5 separate regions of the Rattus norvegicus genome follow, and all the other regions are linked to region 2. The links are chromatin contacts, called in public Hi-C maps. All regions are on one chromosome and are shown on one strand. The core of a region is the stretch at or near the end of the contact, and the rest is flanking DNA. Distances in the headings are between cores, read along the strand shown. Region 1 overlaps Zbtb20 (zinc finger and BTB domain containing 20). Region 2 overlaps Zbtb20 (zinc finger and BTB domain containing 20). Region 3 overlaps Zbtb20 (zinc finger and BTB domain containing 20). Region 4 overlaps Zbtb20 (zinc finger and BTB domain containing 20). Region 5 overlaps Zbtb20 (zinc finger and BTB domain containing 20).

Region 1 (5,218 bases), core at 2,342-4,841, 210 kb before region 2:
TTGGATTAGAAGGCCCTACAGGCTCCTTCTAGCTTTAAATCTCTGTTCTTGGAACACATTATGAAGTATTCAGCTTTCCTGTTACTATTACTTTTATGTAAAATCAACACAGAGTTTCAAATCCCAATCTCCATCTGCAGGCTGTCCAGAGGGAGGGCAGTGGTAGAGGAGACTGTAAAGTAGGAAGTGAAGAGCGATTAAGACAGTGTAGGTTCTAGAAGGCAACGGTGTCTCACACATACCCACCCTTCTCTTTATCCCTCCCAGCCTAAAGTTCCCTGCGCTCTTTGGTTTAGTTAGGCGCCCAGAGTTCAGAAGCAGGACTGGTATTTATTTGTCTTTGAGAAAGAGATTACTGATAGGGAGTAGAAAGGTGCTGGTGTGATTTAGCCAGGAACAGAATGTGAAATAGTTCAGCTATCAGTCAGCCCAGGAATCCTTTTCCCCAGGACAATGAAATCAGTGGTAACAAGCGAATCGGCATTTATACAGCACATGGACACCAGATACCCCAAAGGGGATGAGATCCTCCTTGAACACTTTCTCCAGTTTCTGTGCCGTAGTGTCTTTTTCTATCACTATGCCACCACAGAGAACTTTTTTTTTTCTTTTTTGGAGACATTATATGTGGTACATAATCTGTTGTAAGTCTCTGTGTTTCCATGTTCTCCTTGTTTCTATGAGCATGGCTTTGGACTTGTATACAGAATATTTCGTATTGAAATGTGTTGTACTGGGTAGTCAAATCTGCCCTCGCAGAATATGGTGTTATGATTAGTATGCTGTGTTTTTAGTCCAACAGGTTGTGAAATCAAATCTGTTTCTTCAGAGGGCATGAGGCAGAGACAGTGTGGTAAAGATCAGAATGGGTGGGGGGCTCTCATATATTTCTTAGTGTGGAGAAAGTCAACATAATAGATTCAAACTGCAATGCTGTATCCATTGCTGAATGGGGGACTGGGGATAACCCTCAAATCCTGTGCCTAGTGGGACCCCCCAAGGATCTGCTCCTCTGGTTTTTCAGATTCAGAATGAATTCAAAATCAAAGTCTCCACTGTCAGACTGCCCCCTCCCCACTGTCTGTTTCTCCCGGGCAAACCAGTGCTTCCTCTGAGGTGTCTGTTTCTGGCAGGGTGGCCTGCTGTCAGGCTGGAAGCCTCTTGCTTACCTTTCTCTGCCCTACGGCCGGCCGGCTTACCCTGTAGTCCTCACCAGCCTGCTCCCTCTCCAGACAACGGCCTCAACACTTTCTTCTACTGCACTGCTGCCCCTAACTTGCTCTCCATCCTCCAAGACCCTGGTTTTGCTGCTTTCCAGTCACTAAATCCCCCAGGACCGTGTTAGCCTGGTATTCAAGGGCAGTCCCTTATCTGCCCTACTTTATCTCGTGGGCCCCATATATCGGCCACCTTGGTGTTTGTTTATCATTCACAGAGTCCTGGAATGCACGTTCTTGGCTCTTTACCTTCGCTCATTACTGTCACTGCTTTGAACTGCCTTTTCTCATCTTTGCCAACGAAATGAGACAAACCCTTCACACGTACTAAATGCCATGTCCATGCTACACTGCTGTGATTCCCCTCTTTCAGACAGGATGGCTCCTCTCTGCAGCACTCAGACTCCTCATTGCTTGCTGTATTCTTATCTTACTAACTCTTATTCCAGTAATGGCTAGTTACGTGCTATTGGCTCTCTGAGAGAATGGACTTTCTGTGGAATGGGATACCTTAGTAGTTGCCCGGTTTCTGGTGTTCATCCATTTCTTCACTCTGCCTTTCTGCTCCCCTCCCCATTCACTCAGCCATGCACTCATCCTCCAGATATTACATGGCTGTGATGGACCACAGAAGCTGAGCAATCTGGGTCCTGTCCTCCCGGAGTTACTGTCTGTTCTATATTGTGAATCAGGGCAACGTATACACAGCAGCCATTTAAGAGCTGTTTCCTGATGGAATGAAACATAGCTGAAATTTAAGTATACCTGGAGACCAGTCCCAGTCTGAATCTCAATTAAACTTCCTCGTTTTATGCAGCAGTAGAATCAACCTGGATTGGTTACTTTGTCATTGATTACATGAAGAGTATTTAATAAGAGTGGCTGGTCCTGGTAATTCACCTAAATATAGGGACAAAACACCAATGGCCATTATCATGTGGCAGAAAAGAAAATGGTCCCTAATACTTACAGACAAAGCCTCAGCTAGCTTTTGAAATGTGGTTCAGAGAATTAAGGGTACACTCCTACACCGGCGCACTGCAAAGCCACCCAGTGGTTCTAACCCTAGAGAAATTGCACTGTTTATGCCCTTACTTCTTGTCCTGTATTAGATTTTGACCCTTGCCTGATATTTGGCGTCCCACCTTTGGAGGCTGTCCACGGCACAGGAGCACTGTAGCCACCTCTGTGAGTAGAACATATTCAAAACCAACCTACCTGGCTCCTTCCCCTTCTTGCTTCCTATCACTTCATTTCTCCTTTTACCATGGCCGTTTTCCAACAGCCGAGAGCACTGCACACTGTCCGTTGTAGCATTTCCTCTCCTATCCCAACCTCTTTCATAATTCTTTGGGATTCCTTTCTCTGAAGCCAAGAAATATTAACACAAAGCGGCAGACTGTCTGACATGCACAGGTGCTGTTCTATGACCCATTTTTTTCAGTTTGTGGTTTATCAGGAGGAAAGAGCAAACTCTCTTGTAATTAACCGAAAATGCCTTCTCTGGTTGCACAAAAAGGATTGTACAAACATGGCACATCTGAGGACAAGTCTGTACTAGCCTGAGTAGCTTGCACTATCCCCTGGTTCCTGTAGAGGGCAGCAGTACACTGGCTGACTCCAGGCAGCATTTCAGAGCCTAAACTCCTACCAGAACCTTCCTCCTGGTCACCATGCCAAAGGTTGGTTTGCCAAGCTCTCTCTGGCCTCGCAGTCTCTTTCAAGTTTGTTCTCTCCCTGACTGCTGTGCGCTCGCTCGCTCTCTCTCTCTCTCTCTCTCTCTCTCTCTCTCTCTCTCTCTCTCTCTCTCTCTCTCTCTTCTCTCTCTCTCCCCTCTCTCTCTCCCTCTTCCTCTCTCCCTCTCTCTCAAAATTATACACTCTGATGAGGTCGCCCCTCGACCGGAAAATGAAAACTTCGAAGAAGTCAGAGAAGCCAACAACAACAAAGAAAAACCCGGGGGAGAGGGGAAATGGGGCTGTGAGGGAGAGAGACTTCAGAACAAGAAAAGGGCAGATGTTTCGTAAATATATGCAAAGCAAAGCTGGGTGTACCCTGAACACTTCCACAGAAAAACAGGCCAATCATTGTGCACTTCCTCCCGCCACTCTGGTGCAGCTCTGCATTCAAAAAAAAAAAAAAAAAGAAAGAAAGAAAGAAAGAAAGAGAGAAAAAAGTGTGGCCGCAGGCACCCGCCTTTCAACGGTCAGTTCTGACATTCTGACTGAACATGTCCCAATTGTCCAAAGAGAACAAAAACATTTTCATCTCCCCACTGTGAACATTTTTGTTATGAGAAAAAGGCTGCTTTAAGAAATAGGAAGGCGTTTAAGGTGAAGGGCAGCTGTGCTAGCCAGCAGAACCTTCTGGCTTTTAACTCTCCCTGTGCTGGCCCCGGCAGTAAGTTTAGGGCTGAAACATAGCAGTGAGTGAGGCTGTGGAGGATGTTGGCTCTTCCCGAACTAGACCATATTGTTTGTGCAGAGAAATATGCATTAAAACATATGGACGCGCTGTTAGGTATTAAGCCTGTTAAATGCATGGAAATTAGGCAGATCGGTGGTGTTGGATGTATACAGTTCACACTCCTTCGCACACACTGCACACACACAGTGGCAGCACTGCTTTCTGCAACATATGGAAAAATAAATATTTTATCCATGTGAGCTCTTATCAGTCTCCAGGGTCTGTTGAGAGGCGAGTGCTCTCTCCCATCTTTCTCCCTCTCTCCTTCCACTGGGCTCCCACCCTCGTCTGCACATTAACAAGCTTTCTGCTTATCAGCCTGCTTGGATAGGAAAGAATTAGTCAGAACCTCCCTTTGATAAATAATTACGCAGTCGCTGGATCAAGATAATTTAGATCGTGATGCCTTTTTGGAGTCGTAACCATTTCCCTATGTACTCTGCTCCTTAACTGTACAGTGCCTGGCGATGGCAGAGGGGATGAAGTAAATGCTACCAACACTCCTACCTGGAGAGTGGAATTTAGGAAAAGTGAGCTCCACTAGCTAGTAGCCATGTGCCCAAGACAGGGTATTCTGCATCTCTGAGCCTTTATCTTCCCCATCTATAAAATGGGAACAGTGATGCCTCTTCCAGCTATGGGCTGTGGGTAAGAATAAAGGAGATGAGGCAGGTTGTGCTTAGCACAGTGCTGGTCCAGAACCAAGTGCTCAATAGTGGAGCATTTGGAAAAATACTAGTTCTGTGGTGTTCACGTTAGCTGTGAGTAAGGCTTCTTCATCGTAGCAGCGTTTTGAATGTCTGGCTCAGGGCTAACTATTGTGGATGGAGAAGGAATGTTATCGCCCCCTTCTGCTCACGCACGTCATTGCTGTGGCTGTGTTGAGAGGTCCTCAGCGTTGAGGGTCAAGCAAGCTGCAGTAGCCCATCAGCTTGAACACTGTGGCCTATTCACGGACACCAACCTAAAGGACTCTTGCTTATCACGCCTTCTTACAATTTATCCTTCCATGACTTGGCCTAGTATTCTCACATTAATTTAAAATGTTTTCATGATTAAAGCATTTTATTACCTCAATCTTTTCCCCCCTTCTTCTTGGCAGGGCTGATTTACAATCTTTTTTTCAGTGTCTTTCCTGCCTCACCACTGTCAGTATGCTGGCAGGAAATAATGGCCCATGTGAAAGTTTTAACTGAAGGGAGTTGAATGAAGGGTCCGTGTCCCGAGGTCAGGTGAGACTAACGGACACTCTAGGCATGGTGAAGCTCTAGAGACAAAACAACAGAGAGTTGTGGATCTCATTCCTGAGTCAGTTAAACTGGAAGGCAAGGGCAGGCACCTTCTGTGAAGGAGTCAGCATGGCCCTGGGGTGGGGCCTTATAGTCTGACTGCTTGCTTGTCCCGGAAGGAAGTCTTCTTTGGCCCGATTCTAAGGGAAGCTTGAGAACATGTGAGCCCAGGCACTGGAGTCCTGAGAGGCCACTGGATCATGCTTTAGGACAGGGAATGGGAGATGGGTTGGCATCTACTGCTTC
Region 2 (5,097 bases), core at 2,069-4,568:
GATTGAGGCAACATGACACTGTTTGAAAAGGGAAGGAACGCACAAGCATAAGATATAATACCTTTTATCAAGGCAGCATATGATAAGTGATCGCTGCTGTCTGTATAACTGTAGTCAGTGTCAGACCATCATCAGAAAAAAAACGTGACTTGACTGACTAGGTATCTTGAAAGGATATCTGGGAAACTATGTTCTGACACTAATATGTAAGTGCAGTATTAAGGTATTTAATACACAGTTGAGTAGCAGAGGAATGAGAAAGAATAAACTGGGTCATTTATATATATGTATTAATTCTTACAAAATGAATTCATTAAATATATTTCTCAATTTTAATTATTAGCTATTTAATTTCTGTCTACTTTAAGCTATTTCTTACACAGAACAATTAGTATTTTGAAGCTAGGCATAATAGGATTTAGGTTTACAATATGATATGTATGTTTAATCAAGGATAATTACTAAGCTTACCAGTTATCAGATCATCTCATTTGTAGATCGTGTTCATAAATATCTGTATGAACTGCATTCTCAATGTGGTAAAATAGCACCTTGACTTTGCTTATGGTCAGTTTGAAAATATTTTGTGGAATTCAATGTCTAGAAAGTCTAGGTAGAATCATATTTTAAATATATAAGGACATAGTTTTGCATATATACATACATTTATAAGTTAACATACTCAATCATATATGTCCAAAAACATAACATATAGAACATATGTTTTCCTAGGGAATCACAGAAAATATCCTTAAAATTTCTGCACAAATAGAACAACTGCTCCCCTCGATATGAGCATGGCTGGAAGAATGAGATCGGTAGACAGTTTCCTTTTTTTAACATAGTAAACTTTTAATACAGTATTCTGGATACAAGTAGAATAGCACTAGGTAAAGGACTGCAGTTACCTCAGCAGTCTGGGAGTATGGGTTGAGATCAACCAAGGTTTAATAGCCCCTTCACATGGCATCAGTGCTGAACAGAGCCAAAGCAAGCTAGGATGGAGACTACAACTAACCTTCCATGTAAACCAGTTATTTTAAGGTGATTTACCCTCACTTAATGGCAGTTGAGTAAGTTAAAGTTTCTTAATGGGGGTAAACACAAGCTGGCTATTGGGCAAGTTCTTTGTCTATAGTTGTAACTGCTTAATTAAATGAATATAATATATAGGAAATAACCCCATTTAAAATTTGTTTGCAAGAAAAAATATTTTTAAAACATAAATTCTCATTAATTTAATGAAATTTAAACTTTCAGATGAACACTGAAAAACAGAATATAGTATGCTATAAAGGCTTATTATATAAGTACGGAAAATACCAGGTAATATGAATGCAACTATGTCAACTTACAAAATACACCATTTTCTCTTTGATCTCTCTCTCTCTCTCTCTCTCTCTCTCTCTCTCTCTCTCTCTCTCTCTCTTTCACGCACGCGGACACACATTAATCAAAGTCTAACTTCTTATGTGCATCAGCTCACCACATTTTTTTAATGACCATGTAGAACTCTAGATCTCAGCAAATAAAAGAAAAAATTCTCTGGCAGATTAGATTTGTAAAATATAATTTCTTGGGGCATAATGTTAGGTAAGTGTGTTTATACTCTCCACCTAAAGTTGCTTACAAATTTTTATGTACAGTCATAGTTCTTGAGAATAAACTGTTTCCAAGTGTTAATAGAGCCAGCTGTCTTCAATGTAGCCTGTATAGACTGCGTTTCTCTCTCAGTCTGTGTGGTTGGGTGTGTTAGCAGAGAGAGCCATAGACTCCCATGTAGATCTGTATGGCCATTGAGCTCCGACATTTCTTAAGCCATGTTTGGAAGTTCATAACACAATTGGATTGTTATGCTTTTTAGAAAATAACAAAATAAATAAAAATACCCCATAATGTAATCAATATGGATAGTCCATTAATTACTAACATGGGCTAACATAAATATAGCCTATACAACAGCCTGGCCCTAACTTACTGAAGCAGCTTTCTTTCACACTGAGAGCTAACAAATTTGATGAACCTTGGAAACTATAAAAGTTGTGTGACAAAGTCAAGTTTGCTCTAGAGGTCACTGACAAACCCTAATGTGACAGTAGCAGTACACAGTGTCTGAGGGCAGTTGGGACATATGAGTATGCAGGAGTTCTGTGGTTAAGAATCCAAATCGCCCAACACGGCAGACAAAATTCCAGAGCTAAGTGTCAATGTTATACACTGAATCACTGTGCCAGTTTGAACAAAGGTGAACACACAAACAGACACCCAGGACACACATCTGTTAAATCAGCTATTACTAAAGCATCTCTGCCCTAGAAGAAATCTACTGGCAATGTGTTAATAGCAAAGACAGCTAAGACAATAACATAGCATTTCTTCCCAAATATTTAAGGATATTGAGTAAGTGCCCCTTAGGCTGGGTTGTGGTTCTGGGAAGTTTTAGCCTATGAGAACCATATTGGGAACATCAAAGACTCTTTCCCCTCTCCAAAGAGCAATTCACTTCAGAAGATGCCACACAGCCAAATAATTTTATGGCCACCATGTTTGTTTGTTTGTTGTTGTTGTTGTTTTTTCTCTTTTTTTCCTTTAATATCTTAGAACATGCTGAATACTTGACATTAGAAAGGTGAGAAGGCAAGGTAAGATGGAGCATGTCTAGAACAGCTACAAAGTAGTGGCCTGACGGCAGCAGACAAGCCCACCCACCTGACATTTCACTTCCAGGGAGGGTGCGCATAGCAAGAACAACCCGGAAGGTCCCTGCTGGCTATGACGGATCAGGCTGCAACCCCACCCCCACCCCATTCCATTCCTTTGACAACTTTCCGGAGCCCACTCAATCAGTCTCCTCTTATATTGAGGACAACACTATATTTGGGTTTAATATTGTGGAGACAATCATCAGTTTCCTTTGTCAAGATGATGAATTTCCCTGGAGCCATATAAGGCGTCTCACTGCATTCTTCTGCTCAGTTCCATGAGTACAGAATAAAGAATAGGGTGTGACACACACGGTTTTCCTGAAGTCAGAGCAGCCCTCAGGAGGGATCTGTAAAGGAAGAGTCCTCACTACATTTATGTGTCTCATCTACTACAGTTTCAACTGGCTTAGCTCGCCGTATGCATGGCACAACTGCTCAGAACAGAAATGCATCAAAAGTTAGCAGAGGGAAAGAAACTTCAGCTGAATAATTATTCCCACTTTCACTTCCCCCTCCCACCACCCTGAGCTCTTCCTCCCTGCCCCAGTCACTCACCTACCTTCCTCCTCCCACAAGCATGTTTGCTAGGCATGTCAAGGCTGACAGCCCTCTGTGGCAGCAGCAAAACCTATGCCTGCAGGCTGCTTCGAAGCAGAGCCTCAAGGCTCTGCCCTTGTCCAGAGTGCGCTCAGCGATACACACTAAAAATCCTCACCACTCTGATTGTTTGGCAGGCTTTTTTAAATGTTTTTTTTTCTCCCCTTTTAAAATACCCTTTATTTCCTGCCTGCCTCAGAGACACCAAGAATAGAATCCTTGATACATCAAATTCTGGAAGCCACCACTCACCAGGACTGTGGTTCCTGATCCAGGGAGTGACGGCTGAGAGTCACACAGTCTCTTGAGAGTGTCCAGGCCTGGCTGCTAAGCTCCCTGCTCTGATTAGTCTGTTGAGTTCACAGTGTTCCAGAGTGCTGAAGCACAGAAATTAGGGAGGGGAGGTGGAAGGAAAATCACTGGAGCCTCTTACGATCTAACTTCCACTAACTGAGAGGAAATGTCTTATAAATAAACAACAGCAAGAGAAACACACACCAAAAAAAAAAAAAAAAAAAACCAAACCCTATCCATCCTGCCAGAGGAATGCACATTATTGTCTCCTGACGGAAAACTCTGCACCACACCAGAATGCAGCCATGACTCCTGAAACTACCTCTCTTAAAACAGAAAGAAAAAGACTCAAGAAGGAAGGTGGGGAAGCTTCTCTCATGCCCTTGGGAAGTTCATGTGAGTTCCCAGTACTCAGGCTACTCTAAGCAGTTTCACAGTCTGTGTTCCAGGGTTTCGTGCGGAGGCTGCTTATTAACAAAATTTCATTTCTGCCCAGATCATTGCTCTACCATCCGGACATTTTCAGAAGGGAAGTTCAGGGAGGGGGGGGAGGGTGCAACTGTGGAGGAGAGGAAGAAAAGAGGACAAAGGGAAAGTCCTGATGACCCAGAATGCCCTAGCCACGGCCAAGAGCCATGAAAAGCAAGCCCCCACCCACCACCGTCCCCTGCTTGATGAGGACTTGACGATGGGGTTGTGTTTAATCTACTTACTCTTTCTGCTCGGAGGCTGAGGTTCCTACATTTCCAGCTCATGCTGGACTGTACCGTAAGCAACAAGTGGAATGAGTTCAGTGAGCTCATTCTAGTCCTTCGACTCCTGTCCACATCACTAAGCGACTGCACAGCTTGGCACAGGCCAGGATGAGTCAGCAGTCCCTGGTCATGAGAGGCCAGGCCTGGAATAGCATTGGGATGTGTGTGTGTGTGTGTGTGTGTGTGTGTGTGTGTGTGTGTGTGTGTGTGTGTTGGGGGTGGGGGGGGGCAGGTCAGGAGCAAAATGAAGCAGAAAGCAGACCTAGGTGGCAGGACTCCACTGTGTTATATGCAGGATACTGCAGGCCACAATGAAAGATCCTCATTAGCTGGGGGTAAACAACACAAACGGCAGGAAGAACGGCAACATCATCGGAAGAACAAAACAGATTCTGAAGGCTAAAGCATGCTGGTTACTATTACTACACGAGCACCTATTTATTCCATGTGCTATAGGTTCAAGTAAAAACAGCTACTCCCATACTATATTGTTTTGGTATTCTGATGTTTTCCCAATTGCTAAATAGCAAAACAAAAAGCAAGCAGAGCAGTTACAGAGAGAAGTAATGTACTCCATAAAGTAATATAACTGACAGAGTAACTGATACATCAAGGATGGATGTCTGGGCTGACTGTGTCCTTATGTAAGCTGCACAAAAAGCATTAACGTAGAAAGAAGCACTCCCTATACTGAGTCTGACAGCAGAAAAGAGCTCAGGGCGAAAAGACGCAGCAGGTTCCCTGCT
Region 3 (5,012 bases), core at 1,878-4,377, 140 kb before region 2:
GAGACTGCACTTCAGCAGCAATGACTACACAGAACAAGCAAGAGCACCTGGGTGTGTATCTGCAGGAGAGAGCACAGGACCAACTGAGCAAGAGGCCAGTCCAACTCTTTTGTCGCTTGCCTTTGGAACGCTGGGTTAAAAAAAAAAAAAAAAGCCTGTACAAAAGACACATGTGTTCCTCTTCTGGTATTATAACAGGCCCACCTAGATTTAGCTTTCGATTCCAGATGAGATCAGACATGTTCAGACTAGCACATCTTTGCTCTGTAAGCACTGAGCTGCTAGCATTTTAATGGCAAATTCTCGGATCCCTAAATTTATGCACAATAGATGCCCTTAAATCTGAAAATCTTCTGTTTCATTCAAATTCCTCCTTGAGTTAAAATTTATCTCCATTTACTCTGCTAATAATAAGCTAGAAAGTTAAGGCAGGCAACTCATACAGGAAAGAAAAGTTGAATAGTACTTACCCTAAGTACAGTGTGCAAGCCTTAGTGTGCAATTCACTTTTTCTCTATGATAGTTAGAAGGGTATCCAGGTCTGAGCTCAGCTCCTGCCCTTTTCCCTTCTGGAAAACTGAGGAGACTCACTGAAGGTGCCTCAGAGTAGAATCCCACAAACCGACAGCCTTACCTGTGGCCATTCAGAAGATTGCATTGGTGTGTATTTAAAACTATGAATAAAGTCAGAGACAGCGCATGCTCAGCAGGCAACTTAAAAATATTTATAACATTGTTGTCTCAAAAACAAATTTCCTCAAACAAAGCAAAACTCACATTTCTTACCCATGCCAAGTTTAACGTTCTGAGACAGAGCTGTTTTGGAGTTTTCCGTTGGGGGAAAAAGGTTTCTAAAAAAATTTTTTGAGCCGAAAGAGAATAGTTCTCCCTTCCCTTTTGGGTACTCTTAAAGGGGTGGAATAAATTTCTCTTCAAGTTTCAACAAAACTCACCATTGGTTATAAAAAAAAGACATCACACATTAAAGGTCCATTAAAAATAATTTCAGAGCAAGTAACAAGAAGCTAAAATCTACAGGTCTGAAGGATGTAGCGGTCACCTGAATCTTCAAGGCAGTCTTGCATGTTGTAACACAAAAACATACACACACAATCAGAATCTAGTATGTTCTGTATGGCAAGAATAATGTATAGACAACCTTATGCACGTCAAGAGAAGTTATGCTTTTTTTTTCTAACTAAAATCTAAACTCTTTAAAACTAAAAAAGAAATACATCAAATTGTAGGGTAAATTCAGCAATAATTGTCAGTATAATTGTTTTTCACAGCAAGCGTGCAAAGATAGCTGATCACTCACTGGTCAGCTAAATTTTGAGAGATATAAAATAAAAAATTTGACTGAGTTAAGGTTTTAAAAGAACTAATTACAGCAAAAATGTCGTCTCTCTTCTGTTTGGAAATTTCTCTTTCCCTGCCTTGAATACCCCAGATACCCCATTTACCACCTATCCCCAGACCCTGAGGAGCAGCCCACAGAGCTCAAAGACCTTATTTAAACCTCTTACTTAATCTTAAGTCTCTGAATGGATTGCAACTCCTGCTCCACTTTCCAGTGGTGCTCAGCTGGCCTCACAAAAGCGCCACAGACATACCCTAACTATCTCTGATGTTTTCAAGCTCAACAGAGGGTGCCAAAAAGAAGAAAAAAAAAATCAAGGATCGGAAAAAAAAGTTTATTAAAGTGAAAGCAGGAGCCCAGATTTGAAGAAGTCGCCTCTACTTTTATTTCCCTCACAGCTCCGCACAGGTGTTTCCTACCTCACGCTGCTGTGCATGCTGCTGAGGAGGAGGGTAAATGAGGGTGGGGAGTGGGCCAAGGTCTGACCAGCAGGCACTGGGAGCTGCGGCCTCCTGTGTTGATGGGTGTGTTTAAAAATGGACCCCCACCCTCCAAAAGCCTGGAATGAGGTTTCTTTTTGGCAAATGATTAAACCACTATACTGAAATAATTAAAGCTTTGTTCTTAAATAAAGCATCAGATCAACAGAACAAAAACAAAGATAAAAATTGCACACACATATGCATGCGTGCACACACTCTGACACACAGATACACAAAACTAGCGGGTGAAGGGAGAAGGAAATTAAATAAAAGAAAACAAACAGAGTCCTAACAGGCCATTCTCCAAAAAGAAATCTAAATAAAAAGTCATATGATATCTGATAGTGCAGGACACGTCGCCAAGAACCAGAGCGGATTGCCTCCAGGAAGAAAGGGCCAGTGTATTCCAGCTCAAAGAGCTTTTCTTTCTTCCTCCTCTATTTTCCCCTTTCTCCTCGACTCTGAGTGTGTTACTCTCAGGTCAGACCTACGAAGAATCCCGGAATGCCAGCGATCACCTCTCACAGTCCTCTCTCACAGCACAGCTAGCTGACAGGAGCTGCCTGAGTTGGATCAGGGTGGGGGGGCTGCCGCGTTCAGCAACAGCCTCTTCCTCTTCCTACTTCTCCCCTGTCCCCCTCAGAAAATACTCTGGCCACTCCAAACAGCAGAGAGGGAGAGATGAAGGGTGAGGAGAGGACACACACACACACACACACACACACACACACACACACACACACACACACACACACACCAAAATATGCAGGTACAACAGCTGCAGCAACAAAAGGATTCAGGAGAGGGGGGAAAAAGAGAAGAAAAGAAAAAGAAACCAAGCAGAGTGTGTGTATGTGGGGGGGTGGGGGGTGGGGAGCAAGGGCAGAAAAAAAAAATCCCCGAGCCTCTTTCTTGCCTTCAAGCTAAAACTTTTTAAAGACTTAGTTTCTTTTATTTTTAGTGACTGACTTTCATTTTAGGATCGTTTGCTCCTAAGCACCATTAAAAGCCTTATAAATTCTATAAAAATATAGACATTTGAGTGTAATTCAAGAATTTTCCTCAAGAAAACACAAAACTGTGAGAAGTGACCTACCCGAGAAATTTTGGATTTGCCCAAACTTCCCTTACTTCTAGTATCTTTCCATGAGGTCAAGTGCTAGCTCGGCCACCCAGTGCCAGGTTTAATTTGAGGGTCATTACTGAGGGAGCACACACATAGAAGGGTTCCCGAAAAGACTCCTTGTTATCAAGTTACTTCAAACACAAGGCACTCAGACCTCCCAGCCGGGAGGGCTGACTAGTGAGGCGTTGCCCTCTGCCCCATAAGCACTGTACCCTTTAGAAGCACAGAGAGACACACACTTCATACATACAGGAAAATATATGTGCCTGTAGATTTTCTTACAGTGGTCAGACCCAGGGGTAATGAACATGTTTTATTTTTCCATAGATGGGAGGAAGAGGAGAAGGAGAGAGTTTCTGACTCGTGAACGACAGTTGTAGTTGCTTCTCTCTGAGCCACAGTTAGGTGCTCAGCCTAGTCTGTTTTTTCGGGGTTTTGTAGTGGCGCGTGTAGCTATTTCCCCTCTGCTCAGTTTAGTGTCCATTATGTACCTCAAAAGATTACCAAACGGCACTCAAAATATAAACACATTAAGAGCAGAACTTTCGGAAGGAAAGCATTTCCCTGGGATTATAAGTCAAGGATATTAGTATAAAAATATAAACGTTCAGCATGTATTAAAAGACAACACTGTTTACTATACTTTGCACACACAGTTCACATCCCGATTTCCCTTCTCTTTTGTTAGAGGATTAATTTGAAAGTGATAAGCATTCTGGAATGTTTGCTACAAACACAAATTCATAGTGGAAATAAACACGCATAGGCAAAACATCAAACAGAATATAAAGCTACGTGGCGATCAGAATTCTTGAAGAAAACCTTCGTCTAGACTATATTTTGCTTGAACTAATATATCGTAGATGGGATAAGTAATCTCTCTGGGGGTTTGATAATTTATATCATAGAAACAAAATATAAATGACAAACATCTTCTCCCTTACTACCTTTTCTTTATAACTGACAAGTGACACAGAGATGCCCTTTAAGCAGATGGGTGCAAAAACTTGGGAGATCAAATGAACTGATGTACCCCACTGGTATTTTGGGAGCCCAAATTCCATAATTAACTTTTTACCCAAGTGGCAAAAGTAGAGGATGTTCTTGCCACTAAATTAATTATTTGATGGACTCTCATTCTTTCTTCAACAAGATTTCGGGGACACAAAAATGGTACAGACAGGCTAAGAGAGGATGCACCCTGAGCAACTTTTCCTGTGAGTAGGGAAAGAGCAGCAAAGCGGGCAGAGGAACAGTTGAATTTAGAAAGACTAGAGGAGGAGAAAAGAGCAACACAGCCAACTTAATTAGTCATTCCTTTTAATTTTTTATGTATATATGTAGGGGTGATGGACAGAAAAGATAACTAGGTTTCTTTTGAATGTCTTTGTGTCTTTATAGAGTAATGTTCTGTTCCTGTCTCTTTCTTTTTTAGGCAAAAAAACTAATAAAAATAGAAAAACATATATCAGACATTAAGCCCCCCCTCCCTTTGTAAAGAACTCTTTGTTCTCCAGTGAAAATGCTGAAAAATCCCCGGGCAGCTACTCCCTGAAACAAGTGCAAAACACTTAGAGGCTTTTGGGCTGGCTGGGAGCCAGGAACCCTCCCGCTGTCTGGTTAGAAGAGGAAAAAAAGAAGAGAGAGGGGAAGACGGATGGGGGAGAGGGAGAGACAGAGAGGGAGGGGGGAGAGGGAGAGAGGGAGGGAAGGAGAGAGAGAGAGAGAGAGAGAGAGAGAGAGAGAGAGAGAGAGAGAGAGAGAGAAGAGAAATTGGAGCTTCCTTTTAACAGACATAGGAAGCAGCGTTTTTTCTTTTTCTTTCTTTCTTCTTTTTTTTTTTTTTTTTCAAAACTGGCGGTCAAGCGTTAAGTAACTCCCGTCTAAATCCACCTGCTAGAAATGAACTTGGGTACCCCCCAGGGGTGCACAAAGACAGGGAAGACAGTACCACACTCCATACTCTCTCCCACCCCCGTGTACTGCTTCCATTCTCCCTGCTCCCATACACAAATGCCACAGCTTCTCACGCCGCCCCTCTTAC
Region 4 (5,352 bases), core at 595-3,094, 190 kb after region 2:
AAACTCCATAGGAACTAAAATAAGATAAATTATGAAGATCATATATGGAAGGGAGAAAAATATTTATTGTACAGGTGACTATTTCTTTAAGTGAAGATCCATAATAAAATTCCCTTAAGAACAGACTTACATAGGATATTTATGATATGAATAAAATTACAAAATAATTGATATCACATAAGATGAAATAAACATGTAGAATGTGTTACTAGAAAACTTCAAAACTTGTACTCAAAGGACCAAGAAGTGTAGGAAAACTGTGTGTAGAACAAATACAAAATGTGTACAATTTTAGCTCTGAAATTGGATTTTTCTGAGTCACACTAGTGTTTCACACTTAGAACCTCTCAGAGAAATCAAGACTCAATAACCTTGATTAATGAAGACACAGCAGCTATCATCTATTCACCGTTCCTAAGAACTTGTACCTATAAGGATTACTGTTTCTACTTGAAAAATGAGAAATGTAAGTCATAATCAAATTCTGAAACTCCACACACACTGCTCAAAGTATCAGTATTCTGGAAAATGGAGCATGACGGGAGCTTATCCCCTTGAGGGCTATGGTTCTCACTCAGCTAATATCAAACTATTATAATGAAATTCTGAGCCTCCACCTCCTACTAGGAGGTTATGGAGACAAACGCTTGAATGGATTTTGGGTCCTCCAAAATGGAACATCGGTGCTTAGTCACTTAGGGAAAGCAGGTAGATATTTCTTCTGCTGTGTATTACTGAATCTCAAAGTGATAACTGTTTTTACCAGTAACAAAGAGTAATTATATTTTAGATACCCCTATTATTCATCATCATCTAACGACAGCAAAAGATCCATATATACAGAATATATGGAAAAGTTCCTGAAATAATTGCAGTCCTTCCAACAGAGTTCCTACATACATGCTAAAGAACCAGAGTGGAATATCTGCATGATCTGAGTCTCTTGACTCCAAAAATAGTGCATTGCCTCATGTCTATATCTCTTCCTAGCCTTAGTATTTGTACTGCATGTTTTCCAAGGTATATGGTGAGAGTCCAATGCTTCCTAATGTACGTAACATAAGAAACACAAGAGTTTTTTATGTTTGTATACATGTGGTATATATGTGTGCACATGTGTGTCCAGGTGTGCTACCATGTACATGGGTGGAAGGCTGGCATTTGTGGTCTGCCTGATTTGATCTTAACCTCAATGTTTTTTTGAGACAACAGTTTCTCATTAAACATGGATCTTTTCCTGCCAAATACAGGATCTTACCATTCCTTTTGATTGTCCACTAGAACTGGAGCAACTCTATTGCTGAAGATACTTCATTACAAGATATAGAGAAATCAAGCTGAAACTGATCTGGAAGCTTCTTTTCTGGATAGCTTTCATAGTGACAAAAGGTGAAATTTAGGCTGCCCTGGGGTGAAAGTCACCAATGTCCTAGCCAACTGTGATCTTGCAAACAACAATGCCAAATCGAATTTGCCCAGCAGAATTGTCCACTGGTACAACAGTGACTGTTATGGTGATACCTAATCGCTGTATGGATTGGACTTGAGGTCTGTCCACAAAAAAGGCATTCGTGCCAAGTACTGTAAACCCAGTCAAAACACTGTAACAGAAAGATTTAGGTCCAGATGGAAACTTACTACAGCTCTTTAGTTAGTTAGAGTCATGGTTTTAAAATTCTTTCTTGGGCTGGAGAGATGGCTCAGCCGTTAAAGGCTAGGCTCACAACCAAAAATAAAATTCTTTCTTGATAGTCATATTTCTTCACAGAGACATGCTACACCTAGACTCACCAGAGCAGCTTCTCTTCGCAGGGAACTGTGGAGTCTGCTGACTCGTGTGCTCACAAGCGATGACTGAGTGCCAAGCCCTACAAACAGGATACTTAAACTGTCCGCTCTAACATCCAGGAAGCACTGCCGAAGAGGGATGGTAGGAAGATATGAGCAGAACGTTATGGGAAGAAAGAATGTAAGAGCTGCAAGATAGAAAAATGGACAGGAAATGCTACCTTCTGAACAAGATAGAGCCACTGCAATCAGGATCTCAGAGCAGTTTTAGTTGCCTGCCTTGGGTATGGGCCTGTCATTCGTCTGTCACAGACTGGGAGATTCACTCGGCCACACCTGACTATGGTGAATTATTAACTCACTAAGGGAGAGGCAGTCATTAACTTCATTTGTGTACTCAGAGTAAGCTCAGAAGGCTCTGATGAATAGTTCAAAACCCACAGCCACGATGATGGGCCTCATTAAGCATAGTGGTTCATAAGACGAAATCCAGACTTTATGAATGTGAGAAATAGACAGGCAAGGGGACAGAATGACAGTGGTGAGAGAACAGGGTGGGGTGCGGGTAACTAGAATGTTTCATATGCGTATTTACAGTTGTCAAAGAAGAAAGGTAATGAATATCAGTAAGAATCATGAAAGAAAACGATGGAAAATATAGAAATGTATAAGAAAAATTACAAGCGACAATAATAATTTGATTGTACAATAATAATCGGCACTACTGTAATTTAAGATAACATTCCAATGAGATGCATGTTTTGAGTGTATGTTTGTATATGCGTGCACATGTGTCCCATTTCTTCTTCAATCATTCTCCATTTTATACTTGAGAGAAGGTTTCACACTGACTTTCAAGCCTGCTGACTAGCCTGGCCTGCAGAATACAGGCGTCCTTCTAATTCTGATTATCAAGCAGACATGCACACCAAATCCAGCTTCTTACAAGGGTGATTTTCAGGATTATGAGGTCAGCACATTACCTACTAAAACATCTTCTAGCCTCCAATAAGGTAAATTTTACTACCAGTTTCATTTTGCCAAATTCGCTTTATTGTACATCACTAAATTGCTTCTTCATCTCACCATTTCTGTGTAGTGTAGAAATGAGCAATTTGTACACTAATTGTTTCTAAAACTAACACATTAATGAATTAAGTAGCACTATATTCCATAGGCTTGATATTATCAACTTTTAAGTAACTTATTATTACTTGTGATTTCATAGATTTTGTTTGATCTAATCTTCTCCTGTGGGAATTCTAATTTTGTATATTGAGAAAGTAGCATTACACAGATTATAAATTTTCTCTGAAATTATAGAGGTTAGCAATTGCTTCTCAAGAGAAACAAAAATGGCATATTTGAATCTAAAACATTAGAGAAAAATGTGCATTACAGTAAAGACAAATTGTTTTAGGAGGCATCCTTCCTTTTGTATTTCCATTCCTGCTACATTTACTGCAGTACTACAATAGTAATATGCGCAATTAAACGTGGGATAAAGTTAAAGTGCTATAAAAGCCCCAACACATATTCCTCAGGAGCCTAATCCAATTCTGTTTGAGGAGTTATCTTCCTTCTATGAACTCTGGTATGCAGAATTACATCATATCCCATGGCTCAGATTATCTACAATTCATAAAATACTTTTAAAAATTGTCATGAAGTAGGTTCTGTTAAATATTCATACAACGCCTCTTCCCTTGGTTCAGTACAGAAACACACTACATATCAATCTGTGCTCCAGCAAGACAGTCGCTTCAATACGGTGAGTTGGGTAAACAGAGGAAGTGTGCTGCGCATAATTTATTTACATTTTAATAAGACCTCAAACAAATGATACCACACAGGAGGTTCAGAGTGAGGCCGAGAAAGGCCTTCCGGTTTGGAAGCTATATTGTTTAATCAATAGAATTACTTATGCACTAGCATAGAATAACAGTTCCATAGGGACAACTATCTTGGTTTGTGAAAAATATAATTTCATGACAACACATAAAGTTGAGAAGAGATAAAATATTGCAAAATATAATAGCATTTGAGAATATGAAATGGGTGCTAAAGTTTAAAATGGTAACCACTAACGAATTAAAAAAAAAAAAACAAAAACAAAAATAAAAGAAACAACCACAAAAAAAAAACCTCTAAAGATAAGTATAAAAGATGAAAACATTGTACTTAATTCAACCAGCATTTCCTTTTAGCATCACTTTTAGTAGATGTGCTAATTTGTATCAGCACACAGATCCCTCCCACTTTACAAGTCGACTTTTTGGTGAATGGTTCTACAGTACTGGACCAGTTCTTTACTGAAAGAAAAGGTTCACAAGGCAAGGCTTTGGCATATTATTCCAATGGAGCATCACCTTTTACTCTGAAGACAACTGCATTTAGCTTAATTGGACCCTTATCAAAGTATTTTTCACAAAAAAAATTAAAGAGTTATGAAAAGGAAGAGACATTATATAAATTAGAAATACACATTCTGTTGAAATCAAGTATTACAATTTTGTAAGGAATTATGACCAGTAATACTATGTGGATTCATGTGTATATACATATCTCGGCAGTGTAGTTCCAAGGAGGGAAAATATCAGGAACACATTGGAAAAGTATAAGCAACAAGTCATTACATAATTACAAAGAATAATGATTATGTAGAAAATGTTTATTTCAGAAGAAGGTTAATGTGAAACCGTTAAATTGCATATTTAACATTTTTCTAAATGACCAAAAGGAAGATTAGACATATTAGTTCACACAAAGTATACACATTTCACTGCACTCTGTTTTATATTTTTCCTTATTCATACCTACCAAGCAGAAAGCAAATCTGTGAAAGTGTCTTAAGTTTTTCTGTATTATAATTCATAATAACCAGTGTAATGTATAAAAATCAACACAGTAAATATTTTTAATTTTATGTGTTTAAATTATAAAGGATCTAGTCAAAAGAGAGTAGCTTAAAATATAAAATATTTATATACACTGCCTAAAAGAGAAAAATCAAAAAGAATTTTTGAAATATGATGAATTGTATTACAAGATGAAAAATCAGGATACATTTTATTAAGTGATTTGAGGCAACAAAATTAGTACCAAAACTACAGTTCTGTGAATATCTACTGAAATCTCACAAGGTGATTCAAAAGATTCTGGGATCAGCAAACTTCCAATCACAGTAGCACAAAAATGATGGACTCTAAGGGCATGTGTCATTTCAGTCATCTCACCAGAGTCACTGGTTAACTGCAGTGACACAGCCAGCTTCCTTATTGGATGGAATGTATAGAGTCTACAGCATTGAGCTGGGGCATTACCAAATCTTATAAATGTTCTTAGTTAGAATCCAATCACTATTTTCTGATGTAAAAATCCAAAAGTTAGACTGTATTCATTTTATATTTAAATAATTTTAAAATTCACATTGATGTGAAATATTAAATATAAAAAGACTTTGATATATTCTTAATAAAGTTTTAAATTTAAATTGTTTACTAGTAATGTAAGCATTATATAGCAATGAGAAATCAATGACTTTAAGTTATTTCTTAACTGTCA
Region 5 (5,337 bases), core at 1,807-4,306, 220 kb before region 2:
TTCAAATGTAAAAATCTAAAAATTAAAATGAACCTCTGGTTCCTTTCTTGTGCTAAGATGATGATGCTAGGCAAGTGAAAAGTGTTGATAGAGCTCGAAAGCCTCAGGAAGCACTGGTGACCGAGTGGAGCTGAAAGCACTCTTCACCGTCATGCTCATAAGGAGTACTTTGCTTTAATTTTATTCTATCTCCATACCCTGTTCTGTAATATTTCCAATATTATTTATGGATTAGAGTAGAAGGACCGAGCTCTACGACTCCTTACCCATGTTCTTACAGTCTTGTCTCACGTTTGTTGGTTTGATTCTTATGGTATTCCCTAACAGAATCTTTGTACTGATTCAAGAGCCTGGTCATTTTGCCAGTTTCCACATATATTATATATTGTATTCATGGCTCACTTGGGGGTTGGTGATGGACTCTAGGATGTGCAAGACTAGTGAAGTACCACTGTGTCATGGTCTCCCGCCTGCATTCATCCCACACTCTCTCCTGCTATTTTATAACAAGTTCTGAAGTTAGTGGGCTTTCCCACTCACCAAACCTTACAACCTTCCATGAAACTTATTCTAAGTTCTCCTTTTCCTGGGACATTTCACATGATTACTCAAGTGTATGCTGAGTTCTTTCTTTTCCTGCTTTCCACTGGCTTGGAGGTATAAGTAGAACTATTAAATTTTAGTTTGTTGTTATAGAATGAGAAAAAGTTTAGAAGAGTCCTCTTCCTCCTCCTGTAGGTCGGAAGTATTGAGGGACATGGTCTCCCTCATCCAAGGGAGATGTGGTTTCAGGGTTTATTAATCCCTAAAAGGAAGGGTTTTTGTTCTCAATTTGGTCTTCTAAAAGGAATTAATTTGAGCTCTTTCTAGGATATGAAGGAGGGAAGGGAGTCTGGTGCCTTGAAATTAGATTGAGGTGATATTACTGAGAAGAAAAATCATCTTCTTCCTTTAAAATATTAAAGGCAACCAAACATGGTGGCTCATGTCTGTGGTTACAACATTCTGGAGGCTGAGGTGGAAGATTTCTCAGTTCAAGCTATGTGGTAAGACCCTATCTCAGCAAAGGCTCTCACAAACAAAACTGAAGGAAATCAACTCGTACCTAACGCTTTGTGGGGAATGGCTTTGCGTAGTTTTGGGGACTAGACACAAAGAGGCACTGACTACTTTACGAGCAATAGTGATCTTAGGGACTTAGGTTCCCTGTTGAGGGCACCTATAATCACAGTGAGTGAAACAATTCCTAGAACTCAAAAGGACCAGACTCAGCTGCATCTTTGTGGAGAGTTGAGCAATGGCAACTACAAAGCTCACGATGGACCAAGGATCTGACCTCTTCCCTGGACTTCCCATGTATTGTACAAACCTGGGGATGGGAAGACAGTCCTGAGACTTCTTTTGACTTCTATATAAACCGTGTACACAGCAGTCTTAGGTTTAACTTTCTTGAGATAAACAAGGAAATGGTTTGCATACTAGAATGTTTAGGAATAAATCTGTACTCTATACACATACTAGATAATTTATAATGACAGTAAATTAATGCCTCCTCCATTTTCACTTGTCTTACTGTGTATGTCTACCTTACCCAATGCAACTACAAGGACAACTATAACTACAACTGAAAGAACACAGGTTGCTAACTGGATCTCTGATGCTGTCCCACACACTCCCTCAAAGCGGTAGGTGTTCTCTAAGTGACTGGTTATTTCTCCATTACACTGTACAGACACGGCTGAGAGCACAGGAGTTCAGGGTCCATTTTCTCTGAGGTGAGTCTACCCGTTGTTCCAGGAGGTCCTTCTAATCTCTGGTGGCCCACGTCTGGTTTTCCTTTTGGGTTTTGTTTTTAATTTCCTTGCCCTCTCATTAGTTAATAACCGTGGTTCTCTCTTCACTATGAACTTATGGTTTAAAGCAATTGGTTTATGAATTTACCTCACTTCTTTTAAACCACACTCATCTGTTTATTATTTCTGATCTGTGCCAAGTTATTCTCAACTTCCTGACTCCATCTGTCCTAAGGAATATTCTACCAGGCCCTTCTGCCACTGAAGATTCAGTGGACCCCAAAGATGAGCCATGCTTATACAAAAGGGAAAGAGACACACATTCTGGGACCTGAGGTAGAAAATTATCAGGCTCAACCCTTGCCTGACCCAAGGAAAGCAGTGCTTGGTGGTAGATGCTGGAAGCCTCTGTCAATGCGTGCTGACAGCTGTTCGTCATGTTTGTGTTAACAGTGGCGAGGATTGTTTAGAATATTTTCACTTGCTGGCCACTGGGTGTCCTCATTTACAAAGTAAATATGCAACATTTAGAGCAGGTCACCAGGGAGAATAAAAGCCACTAGTCTTCTCTTTGGCTTTTCACACACTGGGTCTAAATTTATTGCTAAACTCACAACCAGGTTGTATATTAGTAATGTTTAAAAGTTTTCAGGTCAAGCTGCTAAAAGTTCTTAAATTGAAAACAAGTTATTCAGTGTCCAGACAGGAATTTCAAAGGCTGTTTCTTCACAGAAGGGACTGTGATCCAGCCATTAGAATGAGCCCTTATTCCTCTGAAAGCTGGCATGAGACTGTGACTATCTGCAGAGATCCAGCACAGAGAAGCAGAGAAGATTGTAATTTATTCCTGAAAAGAGAGAGAACACCAAATATCTCTATGGGATATTTGTTAGATTCTTTTTTTTTTTTTTAATCCTGACTTTTCTGAAAACTAATTAAAAATAATAATGAGAAAGATAAAATATGTCCTTTGTCTGAGAAGCCCAAAATAACGTGAAAAATAGCACAACGTGCTGGGTCAGCATCATGACTATTAATCATTTCCCATTTAAAGGCAGAGAACTGAGTCGTGCCTTTGTAGACCAGTTATTTCATCTATAAATGAAGACGTTTATGCTCCACGGGGATGTCTTGGGAGAAGCTGAACAGAGTCTTAAGGCACACTGGGCTCCTGGGATGAGAGAGTGTGCATGAGACAGACTGAGGACATTAAGAACAACTGCGGTTGCATCACAGCTGTGTGTGACTCGTCTCTGATGGCAGATAGGAATCACGGCCAAAGCTCGTACAGCCAACAACTATTTCCTGGCTTGGTCATTCCAGGGCGCTGAGGTCGACATGCTCTTGCAACTATTTTCTATGCGTGGTGATCTGATTTTCTGCTTTTCCACAACTCTCACTGTCGCCTCACTTTGCTTATAGTTCTGAAGGAATTCTTTCCTTTTCATGCCAGAAAATATTTCTGCCTTGCAATCCTGTTAATTCCTCAAAGTGGAGACAGAACTACTATTAAGGGTAGAAGGGGACTTGCCTTCAAATGTCATCCTTGGCTAATTAGCTAATCTTTCTCAGAAGTAAACTTCACTGGGGTAATTTTTTCACTAGTGTACATCTCAGCTTAATTATTATTCTCTGGCATGCCATTTTGGTATATAAATTATCAACATGATTCTGCGCCATAACTGGTAATTTATACAGATAATATCAGGGAAAGAGGAAGCTCTCTGAGCTATTCACTGCTTTTCAGAGCCATTCTTGGCTTTACCGGCTTGGCTTACTAGGCCTTTTTGTTTGTAAGAGACCACCCACTCCTGCCGCCAGGACCGAGATCTGCGGCTCTTAATCAGTGGTTAAGTGCACAACAATGCACAATAGCTCGGTCACTCTCACCCTGTGACTGTACAAAGGCTTCACAATGCCTTTGCAGTGGATGGAGACATCTCCCCTGTAGTCTGAAGATCTTTAAGTTCCTCGGATTTAGACTATTCCCCAAGTCTTTAATTAGTAGAGTCATGTTTGAACTACTGTAACCCCAAAGACACATATCTGCAGCGTCCTTCTGATCATATTTTACTCTAAGCACTTTCCCATTTTGGCTTCCTTGGTTTGCTCCTCTAATTTCACTTTCAGAACTTCTCGAAGCTCAGTGGCTGAACGTTACACAGCACGGGCCTTATCTGATGTGCCGGCGCCTGGTGTGGCCTAAGACACACTGGTGTTTTGTTCTTATAGTATGGGACTGATGTTCTGAAACCTTGACTCCAACACAAAGCAGATCCTTAGCTCATTTTAAGTGTCTCTCTTCTTCCCTCCCAGCCTCTTCCTACCCACCCCGACACTTCCTTAGTCTTATGTGCTGGCGGCAGATGGCTACCATATTCCGAAGCTGAGTATATACAAAATCCTGCCGAGGAGAACAGAGTGCCTTCAAAGTTAGCCTTTCTATTCAAGTGGATGGCAGAGGCTTCAGGAGCAGAGGACTCCTCTCTCGTTCACTTAGTGCTCTGTTCATTCGGCCAGGAATTTGTTTTCTCACATCTTTTTACTGTCCAGCCAGTCGAAGGAGGGTGGGTGTGAAGCAACTCTCCTGAGGGCCCCTGCAGCAGGAGGGCCCTAAGATTCTATGCCAAGCTCTTATTTCCCTGGGCCAGCTCTGCCTGCTGCTGATCAAATCATTCCGTTCCCAGGGGAGGAGCTTGGGAGCACTATGTGTGGGGGCTGGATGTCTCAAGAACTGCCTCCTTGCTATACTAACAGTCATATGCTGTATTTGCCAGGCAAAGACTGGACCTAGGAAGACGATGAGACAAGAAAGAATGGTTGGAGCAGAAAACTGTTCCACTCAGCAGTAATGGAAGGTGGAAGTGGGGAAACCTTTCTTTTTAGTTACTGCAAGGTTTTCTAGAGCTTTCACCCAATCATCTGTTTGAGCATCTCGTGAACAACATCTATTTCCATGATATCTATGAAAAAACAGGCACCAGATTATATTACAAAGTTGACCTTAACCCTGCCATATTGCTATGAAAATCAAAACATGTAGCGGTCTATGCTCAGGAGAAAGCACTCTGTTTTCCCAGCATACAAACCTAAGGGTATCTGGGACTCACTTTTGTTATGTAGGTCTGCTGAGTGGAAAAATTCAATTCAATTTCATAGCCCTGCAATATGCTCAGTAATACAGTTCCCTGAGCTGCCCTGTCTCCTTCAGCCATCCATTCTGCAAACACTTGCTCAGCACCTACTACGGCTAAGCACTTCACTGGATCCTAGAGATTCAGCAGTGGACAGGACCCGAGTTCTGCACTTGGGACTTCTACCCAGAGAAAATAAGCATTCAATGTTTTAGCTGGGGCTGAAGACTCAGTGGTACAGTGACTGCCTAGCAAGTGTGGGGCAACAGGTCCATTTCCCAGGATGACAAAAATGAGTGTATGAATAAGTAAATAATAAATCATTAAAATAAGGTGTTCCGAAAGTTGGCAAAGGAGCCTTTAGATAGCTCAGTGAATGAAGATCCTTGCTACTCCACCTGATGACCTGA

Evidence for each region. A called contact is a pair of places that touch in the nucleus more often than the background predicts.
Region 1: a contact with region 2 is called in a Hi-C map of liver, with 2.5 times the contacts expected there. The contact joins two enhancer-like sites. A contact is called at or near these places in 5 of 12 Hi-C or Micro-C datasets (the A7r5 cell line, the Rat2 cell line, kidney and 2 more).
Region 3: a contact with region 2 is called in a Hi-C map of Schwann cells, with 2.9 times the contacts expected there. The contact joins two enhancer-like sites. A contact is called at or near these places in 2 of 12 Hi-C or Micro-C datasets (Schwann cells and frontal cortex) and 1 of 1 datasets of contacts at active chromatin or transcription factors (oligodendrocytes).
Region 4: a contact with region 2 is called in a Hi-C map of kidney, with 2.4 times the contacts expected there. The contact joins two enhancer-like sites. A contact is called at or near these places in 2 of 12 Hi-C or Micro-C datasets (Schwann cells and kidney).
Region 5: a contact with region 2 is called in a Hi-C map of the A7r5 cell line, with 1.7 times the contacts expected there. The contact joins two enhancer-like sites. A contact is called at or near these places in 4 of 12 Hi-C or Micro-C datasets (the A7r5 cell line, Schwann cells, liver and 1 more).

Annotation. Positions count from the first base shown.
Region 1 is chr11:70,624,215-70,629,432 of GRCr8, forward strand. All of the region lies in intron 7 of Zbtb20 (zinc finger and BTB domain containing 20), which reads right to left. Among named protein-coding and RNA genes, the nearest start is that of Mir568, 67 kb to the left of the region's middle. Within about 2 kb of position 3,592, at least 52 of the 93 cell types and tissues checked have an H3K27ac peak or open chromatin away from gene starts, as enhancers often do. A contact at or near this core is called in the A7r5 cell line and liver, where this site is marked.
Region 2 is chr11:70,830,018-70,835,114 of GRCr8, forward strand. The region is part of intron 5 of Zbtb20 (zinc finger and BTB domain containing 20); the gene reads right to left. Among named protein-coding and RNA genes, the nearest start is that of Mir568, 270 kb to the left of the region's middle. Within about 2 kb of position 3,319, at least 71 of the 93 cell types and tissues checked have an H3K27ac peak or open chromatin away from gene starts, as enhancers often do. A contact at or near this core is called in the A7r5 cell line, Schwann cells, kidney and 1 more, where this site is marked.
Region 3 is chr11:70,691,389-70,696,400 of GRCr8, forward strand. All of the region lies in intron 6 of Zbtb20 (zinc finger and BTB domain containing 20), which reads right to left. Among named protein-coding and RNA genes, the nearest start is that of Mir568, 130 kb to the left of the region's middle. Within about 2 kb of position 3,128, at least 46 of the 93 cell types and tissues checked have an H3K27ac peak or open chromatin away from gene starts, as enhancers often do. A contact at or near this core is called in Schwann cells, where this site is marked.
Region 4 is chr11:71,026,322-71,031,673 of GRCr8, forward strand. All of the region lies in intron 3 of Zbtb20 (zinc finger and BTB domain containing 20), which reads right to left. Among named protein-coding and RNA genes, the nearest start is that of Zbtb20, 270 kb to the right of the region's middle. Within about 2 kb of position 1,845, at least 7 of the 93 cell types and tissues checked have an H3K27ac peak or open chromatin away from gene starts, as enhancers often do. A contact at or near this core is called in kidney, where this site is marked.
Region 5 is chr11:70,605,570-70,610,906 of GRCr8, forward strand. All of the region lies in intron 9 of Zbtb20 (zinc finger and BTB domain containing 20), which reads right to left. Among named protein-coding and RNA genes, the nearest start is that of Mir568, 48 kb to the left of the region's middle. Within about 2 kb of position 3,057, at least 58 of the 93 cell types and tissues checked have an H3K27ac peak or open chromatin away from gene starts, as enhancers often do. A contact at or near this core is called in the A7r5 cell line, Schwann cells and liver, where this site is marked.